Linked DNA regions of Sus scrofa: region 1 is linked to region 2. The links are chromatin contacts, called in public Hi-C maps. All regions are on one chromosome and are shown on one strand. Each heading gives the region's core, a stretch centred on a gene start, on an enhancer-like site or on the middle of the called end of the contact. The rest is flanking DNA. Distances are from core to core; before and after follow the strand shown. Region 1 has its middle 130 kb from the start of PSMG1. Region 2 holds the start of ETS2 (protein C-ets-2).

The links. A called contact is a pair of places that touch in the nucleus more often than the background predicts.
Region 1: a contact with region 2 is called in a Hi-C map of heart right ventricle, with 7 times the contacts expected there. The contact joins the enhancer-like site here to the promoter of ETS2 in region 2. A contact is called at or near these places in 1 of 5 promoter capture datasets (liver), 2 of 47 Hi-C or Micro-C datasets (alveolar macrophages and heart right ventricle) and 1 of 2 datasets of contacts at active chromatin or transcription factors (alveolar macrophages).

Annotation. Positions count from the first base shown.
Region 1 is chr13:202,638,940-202,643,133 of Sscrofa11.1, forward strand. No RefSeq gene overlaps it. Among named protein-coding and RNA genes, the nearest start is that of PSMG1, 130 kb to the right of the region's middle. Within about 2 kb of position 2,607, at least 4 of the 83 cell types and tissues checked have an H3K27ac peak or open chromatin away from gene starts, as enhancers often do.
Region 2 is chr13:202,461,936-202,465,931 of Sscrofa11.1, forward strand. It overlaps ETS2 (protein C-ets-2), which reads left to right and starts at 2,406. Exons shown (of 10, transcript XM_021070986.1): 1 at 2,406-2,633.

The DNA of each region.
Region 1 (4,194 bases), core at 1,357-3,856, 180 kb after region 2:
TTCCCGTTGCTGTGCTCAGCGGGTTAAGAACCAGACTAATATTCATGGGGATGCAGGTTCAATCCCTGGCCTCGCTCAGTGGGTTAAGGATCCAGCGTTGCTGTGATGTAGCTTGCAGATGCAGCTTGGATCCCGCAGTGCTGTGGCTGTGGCGTAGCCCGGCAGCTGTAGCTCTGATTCCACCCCTAGCCTGGGAACCTCCCTATGCTGCAAAAAGAAAAGATGCCACACAGATGACACAGCTGCCACAGTCGGGGCCAGATTGTAAGGAGCTGGCTGCGCTCAGATCCAATAGGAACACAATGGATTTGGGTGAGAATTCACCTTACATGACGGGGGAGGAGCTGGGAAGCCTGATGTGCACAAGAACAAGCCAAGCTCCTCCAGATGCTGAGGTGAGACCGCACCCCCCCCCGGAGGGGGGGGCACAGTCGAGGGCAGGAACTCAGCTGGGAGAAGACAACAAATGCAGAGCAGAGGAGAGAATAAGCTGGAACCCAGGGGCACCTCTGCTCTGTCCCCTGCCACCTCTGACCACCATCACCCTCCAAGCCTCACACTATTCCGTCATGCAGGATTGTCATGTAAAATGCAGGATTTCTCATTAAATTCGAATCTCAGGTCAACAACGGATCGTTTATTTTAGCATAATGTCTCCCGTGCAATATTGAAGACATACAAAGAAACTACTTGTGTTGATTTGCAATTCGAGTTTAACTGGGAGCCCTGTTATTTTATTTGCTGACTCGAGTCAGCTCCTGCGGGAACTCCCCAGGGAAGGGGATGTGGGCAGGGGCGCTGCCCCCAGGGGTTGTTTCTAACCACTGCCACCAGGATTGAGGGCTTTTCCCATGCCCATCCTGCACACGCAGCACCCCATCTAATCCCCGCTGCCCAGGAGGGCAGGTTTTTTTGTTACTGCTGCCAATGAGAAAACTAATGTCCAGAAAGAAGAACTAACTTACCAAAAATTTTATAGGTGGGGAGTTCCCGTCGTGGAAATGAATCCGACTAGGAACCATGAGGTTGCGGGTTCAATCTCTAGTCTCGCTCAGTGGGTTAAAGATCCAGCGTTTGCTTTGAGCTGTGGCGTAGGTTGCAGACACAGCTCAGATCTGGTGTTTCTGTGGCTCTGACATAGGGTGGCAGCAACAACTCTAATGGGACCCCTGGCCTGAGAACCTCCATATGCTGTGGGTGCAGCCCTAAAAAAAGGACAAAAGACAAAAAAAAATTATAGGTGGGAATAATAATAGCAATAATAGCTAACGTTTAAGCGGCATTTCCAAGGTCAACACAGTTCTAAGAGATCTATGCATAAGAGTTCATTTAATTCTTTTTAGCAACTCCAGGAGGAAATGTGGACCCATTTTACAGATAATGAAATAAAGTCATACTAATACTAAGGGGCCCAGTCACTTACAATTTGAACCCAGGCAGTGATAGCAGTCTGTGTCTGTACCATCATCTTAAACATGTTCCCCCGCCCCCAAACCACCACCTCCACCACCACCTGCTCTTGAGGAAGCAAGATTCGTGCACAGGAAACACAGAAGCCAAGTGGCAGGTGTGGTTGGGTGATGCTGGGGTGTGGTGAGATGGGTTAAACTGACCCCAGAAGAGATGGAAACCATTGTGGCGGGGTGGGGGGTTCCGAGGGAGGGTTCATGGAAGCAGATAAGTGGAGAGGGAACATGTGGGAGATGTGGCAAAGGGGAGGTTAAAACCCACACTGAGAACTGCAAATATGCCCACATGTAAAGCAAACATCACGGCCACTGAGTGCGTCATAGGAGCCAGATGCCGCACGGGGGTGCATTGAACTACATCCACCCCCGTCCTCACAGCCACCCCCAGAGCACTGGCCCCATCCTACAAACTAGGAAATGGGGTTCCAGGAAGGGCCAAGGTGGCTTGGCTGAGGTCACCCATCGGGAAGAGCCAAACACAGGATTGGAACCAGGTAGGTGACCCCAAGGCCAGCACATCTTCCTTCCCGGTCCATTTGGAAGGATTCATGTGCTTAGATTCAAGACAGAGAGGCACGTGCAGAACAGCTGGATCCAGTGAAATGTATGTCGTCTCTGCTCCCGGGGGTGACGGAGCGAGGGGTTTGCTTTGAGAAGCGCCATCTCCATCTCAGAAGCCCAAAAACACTTTCGTGGATGGCTGAGCGCTCGCCCGGGGTCCCAGACAGCAGAAATCCCCTCCTGGTGGAGGCTTGAGAGCTTTGGCCGCAGGTGGAGAGCCTGGGGTTCTGATCCAGATGTGCCACCTGGGCAGCTCAGAAGTAGCAATTCCAATTAGGACAGGATGGGCACTCGTCTGTACCTTGGAAGCCTTCATGGGCTACCCTGAAGCTGGGTTTCTGGGGAAGGATTATAGCTCTGGACGTAGAGCCAAGGTCCATGACTCATCCAGCACCCCCACACCACCCCCGATTTGCTGTATCTTTAGCTCATTTGCCTCCATCAGCCCTCGGCTCAAGGTGGCTGGAGAGGACCCTGTGAATAGTCCAGACTAGCCACTGCCCTGCTGGGTTTCAGCATCCACCACAAACCTGTGGCTTCTGTCACCACCCTTCTCTGCACCCTTTCCAGAGAGCAAGTCATAATTAAGGCAGATCCAGAGCGGAAAGTCAGGCAGAAGTGCAGATGGAGTCAAACCAGCTCTCAATTCCAGAGTGGCTGAGAAAAACATCACATGCTGATAAGAACGTGAGCAAACGTGTGAGGACAGCCTGGCCCCTGGATGTCCGCCCTGAGACACGTTCTAACCTTTGCTGGCTTTGTAGTTTTTGAACTTTGTGTTCCATTTGAAATATGAAAAAAGAACTTTTTAAAATGCTTTTAAAGGAAATTTTAAAAATAAAAGGGTGGGGAGTTCCCTGGTGGCTCGGTGGGTTAAAGACTCAACATTGTCACTGCTGTGGCTTGGGGTCCATCCCTGGCCCAGGAGCTTCCACATGCCATAGACGCGGGCAAAATAAATAAATAAATAATAAAATTAAAGAGCCGGCTGTTGAGAGCAGCAATTGCCAACCCTTACTCTGAGCTGCAGACTTGATGCCAAGGCACCCACACAACACGTGGTGCTTTCTTTTTTTACTAAATGAAGACCCCCTTAGTAATACAACACAGAACCACACTGCAGGTATGACCTTGACCTGAGGCACCTGACAGGTCCTGGAAGCACAGGATCAAACCCGGTCCTCTCTGTTGAAGGAGGCATTTCTTGTTCTCTGGTTTAAAATAACCCAGCGGATGGCACTTAATTTCAGAAATTGTTCTGTGCGCTTCTTTTCTCCGCGGAGGCGGGCGGCGTGGGGCTGTGGGGCTCCAGGGCTCAGCCTGCAGCAGCCTGGGGTCGCTTTGGAAAGGTTTCTCGGGGGAGGGGGGCGTTGTCCTGACTCGCCAGTTCTACACCCCACAGAGGAAAACCGCTGTTAATACCCATCTGCAGGCTCATACAGGATATGCACAACTCCCCCCAGATGCCACTTACAGTCAGTCCAAGTGCAGAAGAAAGAACAGGAGGTGGACGTGGTCCAGGCGGAGGAGTGATGAGAAAGGATGCCCTGCTGGGGCCAGAGGGATGCTCGTTCACCGCCACCTTTACTGAGTTCCGAAAGCCATCCCATGGAGGGCAAAGAAAGGACAGGTGGGGCGTTGCTAGACAACAACTCAGGTCAACCAGCTCTGCCTCGCCGGCTGCCCGCCTTCCCCTCCCCACACTTGCTCTCCTGCGGGCCCTGCCATCATCACTCACCTGCATTACTCGGTTGAGGGTGCTGCCTCCTGCCCACTCTTCCTGCTCCACTCTGGGCCCAGAGATCCTCTTACAAAGCCAGTCAGGTGGGAACAGCCCAATTGTCCCTCCGCCAATTACCGGAGAGCCAAAATCTGGTCTGTCCATACAGTGGAATATTATTCAGCCATCAAAAAGACTGAGGTTCTGGAGTTCCCACTGTGGCTCTGTGCATTAAGACTCTGACCGAAGTGGCTCTAGCCACTGCAGAGGTGTCAATTCAATCCCTAGCCAGGGAATTTCCATATGCCACCAGTGTGGCCATTTAAAAAAAAAAAAAGGAGTTCCCATGTGGCTTAGTGGGTTAAGAACCTGATCTAGTGTCAGTGAGGATGAAGGTTCAATCACTGGCCTGGCTCAGTGGGTTAGGGATCCAGCATTGCTGCA
Region 2 (3,996 bases), core at 1,156-3,655:
CATTATGGCCAGATGACGTAGGTCTCAGGTCTCGTAAACAGCCTTGTTTCCAGAGGAGGGAACTGATTCAAGGTTTAGCGAGTTAGAGCAGAGAAAGGTAGTTTTTCAGGAGCAGACTGTCTCCAAACTCCTGTGCCCCTTTTTTTTTTTTTCCTTTTTTAGGGCCGCACCTGTGGCATATGGAAGTTCCCGGGCTAGGGATTGAATCAGAGCTGCAGCTGCTGGCCTACACCACGGCCACAACAACGCTGGATCCAAGCCCTGCATCTGTGACCTATATGGGCAGCTTGAGGCAATGCCGGATCCTTAACCCACTGGGAGAGGCCAGGGATCGAACCCATACACTTGCAGACACTATGTCTGGTCCTTAACCCACTGAGCCACAACGGACACTCCCTGTGCCCCTTCTTTTGACATCTTTCAGCTCAGATGTGATGGTAACGCCCCTTCTGTGCCCACCCCCCACTGTCAGCCCCTAAAGAAAGAAAGATGCCTTCCTAAAGGGTTAGTGGACCTCAGGGACTCAGGGGCCCCGAACTCTGAGCACTGGACACACATGGGTATGGGGGCAGGTGCTATGGACAAGGCAGCCAGCCCCACTCTAGGCAACTGAACTTGACCCAATGGCTGTCTGCAACAAGCTCCTAAGCGGCTCTCAAGGGCTGCATGAGTAGCCTGGGGGAAAAGACCCTCTATTAGCTGAAACTGCAGCCCAGATGAGTCAGTATTTTCTGCTACCATTAAAAAAAAAAAAAAAAAGTAGCATACTCTTTGCATCTCCATGGTAACTTACTATGGATCTGTATTCCATTTATGAACCTCCTTCTTGACCTATCAGTGGTTTCTGATCCAGGCCTGAATATACACAGAGAGACCATCAGAATCAATTCAACCTGCTGTAAATACAAACCCTCTCAGCACCGGGTTTTTTGAGCCTCCACAGACCCTGTCTCACCCACGTAATGATGATACCTGGAGACCCTCAGGTACCTGGAAACATTAAGGCACAATAGTATCTCAATTATCCAGATGACTCCGGAGTTAGGGTTGCCATGGAAACCGGGAACCTTGGTAACAGAGAAGGGAGGCTGCTCCTCTCTCCCTTCACAGCACTGCAGTCCCTGGCCTTGCCTAAGCTGAGCTATTGTATTTTCTATCCACCCCTGGGCATCTAAATATTTCTCCAAGGAGTTCCCGTCGTGGCTCAGCAGTTAACGAACCTGACTGGCATCCATGAGGGCGCAGGTTCCATCCCTGACCTCGATCAGTGGGTTGAGGATCCGGCATTGCCCTGAGCTGTGGTGTAGGTCATAGACACGGCTCGGATCCAGTGTTGCTGTGGCCCTGGCATAGGCTGGCAGCTACAGCTCCGATTGGACCCCTAGCCTGGGAATCTCCATATGCCGCCGGTGCCGTGAAAAAGAGAGAAAAGACAAATAAATAAATAGATAAATAAATACTGAGAATGTGACCGGAATCTGAATAGGAAATGTGTGCATTTCTAGCCATGGACTCAAGTATCTCCTGCTAAAAATGGAAACTCTGGGGGGGAAGGGTGACGGTTTTGACCATAGTTGGAAGTCAGATAGCCTGGAGTTTCAACCCTGAATTTCCCACTCACACGTCCTATGACTCGGCAAGTTATTTACCCAAAGGGCCCATTCCCTCATGTTTAATGTGAGGACAATTATCCTGAGAATGAGCCCAGGGAAGCTCTTTCAAAGGCTGGTTCCTACTAAGACACCGCTCAACTCTAGGGGGCGCCACTTCCTCGGAGGCGGTAGGAACAGGGCTTCCCGGAGCAGAGGGGCGCTCTGTGACCCAGAAAAGGGCCCACCTTGTACGTCTATCATGTCTTTTAGTGTCTTTTCAGGACAGAAGAGTCAGAAGTCCACGAAGAGGTCCAAGAATTGGGCCAGAAATAGTCCCTTATGACCCAAGCCCTGTGGCCGCTCGGTGGCACCAGCACTGCTCCAGTCCTGCCAGGACAGGTTTTGGTGTTAAAGTCTCCGCACCAGCGGAAGAAACCAAAGAAAGACTCTCCTTCTGAGCTCCCGGGACACACACAGGGCTCGAGTCCTCGGGGTCCCCGGCCCACCACGGCCCCCCGAACCGCAGGCAAGGGACAGAGCCCAGTGACAGCGGGCGCCGAGCGAGGCCGGGCTTGGAAGGACTGGCTCCGCCCCCTGCTCTTCTCCTCCCCCCGCCTCCACTCCGCTCCCCTCCCCTCGGCTTCCCCCCTCCCCTGCTCCCGCCCTCTCGCGACTTTGCTCCCTTCTCCACCCCCACCCCTCCCCTCCCGATCTCCTCCCCTCTCCCCTCCCCTCTCGCCTTTCCCCTCCCCCGCCCCCCTCCTCCCCTCCCCGCGGTCGCCTCCCCTCCCTCCTCCGTCCTCCCCCGGCTCCTGAAGAGCGCGCAGCGAAGGGGACCGGCCAGTTACTTCCTCCAGCGGCGGCGCGGAGCGCGGTATCGCCCCAGCCCTGAGCTCCCGGAGCCCGCCGCCCGCCGCTCCCTGCCGGCTCAGGCCTGCCGAGCGCCCTCCCCGCGTCCCGGCCCCGCCGCCCGCGCCCTCCCCGGCGCGCACCGAGGAGTCCGGGCCCCGAGTCGCCGGCCGCCCTGCCCGAAGCGGCGCGGTAAGAGCAGGGTCGGGCCGGGTGGGCGGCCAGGGTCCGGCAGGTCCGGCGGGGAGCGCCCTCCGGGCCCCGGTTCCTCTGCCGAGGGATCCAGAAACGGCGTGGAGGACGTGGGTGGCGCGGAGAGCCGGATCCCAGGGCGCAGCCGGGGTCCCGGAGGGGTGGCGGCTATTCCTAGGATCCAGGGGTCGCGCTTCTGAGATCCGATCCGCTCAGCTCGTGGTATGGATGGCCCAGTGGCTTTGGGGGCGGCAAGTGGGGCGCGGAGTGGGCCCGGCGATGACGCGCGGAGCCGGCTGCGAACTTGGGCCGCGGTTCTGGGGTCGCCGAGCCGGCTGGGGCGGGCGGGGCGCGCCGACTTGTTTCACTTGCTTTTGTCTTAAAAGGAAACGCGGGCGTGGTGGGGGGCCCTTGCCAGTGGGCGCCTGGGAGACCTGATATCGCGAAGGGGCTGGGGGACGCCGGAGAGGGTGTCGGAGGGGCCCCGGCGCGCCCGGGTTTGTGGGTGACTTACTGGAGGGCGCCGGGCCCGGGCAGATCGGGGTCTAGGGGCGCATGAAACACCTTGGAAGCTACGGATCCCCGAAAACAGGCGGATCCCAACCCCCCGGTCACCTGCTCCGCCACGTCCAGGGCCCGGCCGGGGCGGCGGGCGAGGGAGGCGCCGGGAGGGTCCTGGCGCTCGAGCGAGACCCCCGTGGGCGCCCCAGGTCCTCTATATCTCGGGCCCTCGGTCCTGCTAGGCGAACCTGGGGAGCCAGTCGGAAGTGGGGATGTAGGTGCGCCAAGCTGCCTTTCCCGGTTCTTACAGCATTTTAGATGAAGAGGTAACAGCGATTGTGCGTGTGTGTTTTTTAAAGCACAAGAGATTTTTTTATATTATCCTGTATTCAATTATAGGGTATCCTAAAATAGTAGTTGACGTGCGACTTATTTAGAAAGTAAAGAAGTGAGCCAGTCCCCCCTTTGGATTGAGAGGTAATTTATTTTAATTTACCACTGAGAGATGATGTTTGTTCCGCACAGTGGAAGCGCCTGTGCGCCCTGTGCCTGCCCACACCACCGCCGATCAGAGAGAGAAATCTCCCAGTTAAGGTTTATTAAAATTCTGAATAATATCACAGTACAATAAATGTTAGCGCTCTGGGTCCTGCAGGAAAATAGCTGAACACTCATTTCGGGAATTAGTCATTCCTGACTCTATAAATTGATAACCTTCAAAGGAAAAAGCAAATCAATCTTCGAAAGTGCGTTTTGAGGTTTTCTTTTTCTTTTCTTTTCTCCTCAAATTTACCGAAATACAAACCCGTGTTCTAATCTCGCAGAAGGAATCACTTGTCCCCCGAGGGTACCGTTGGCCGGC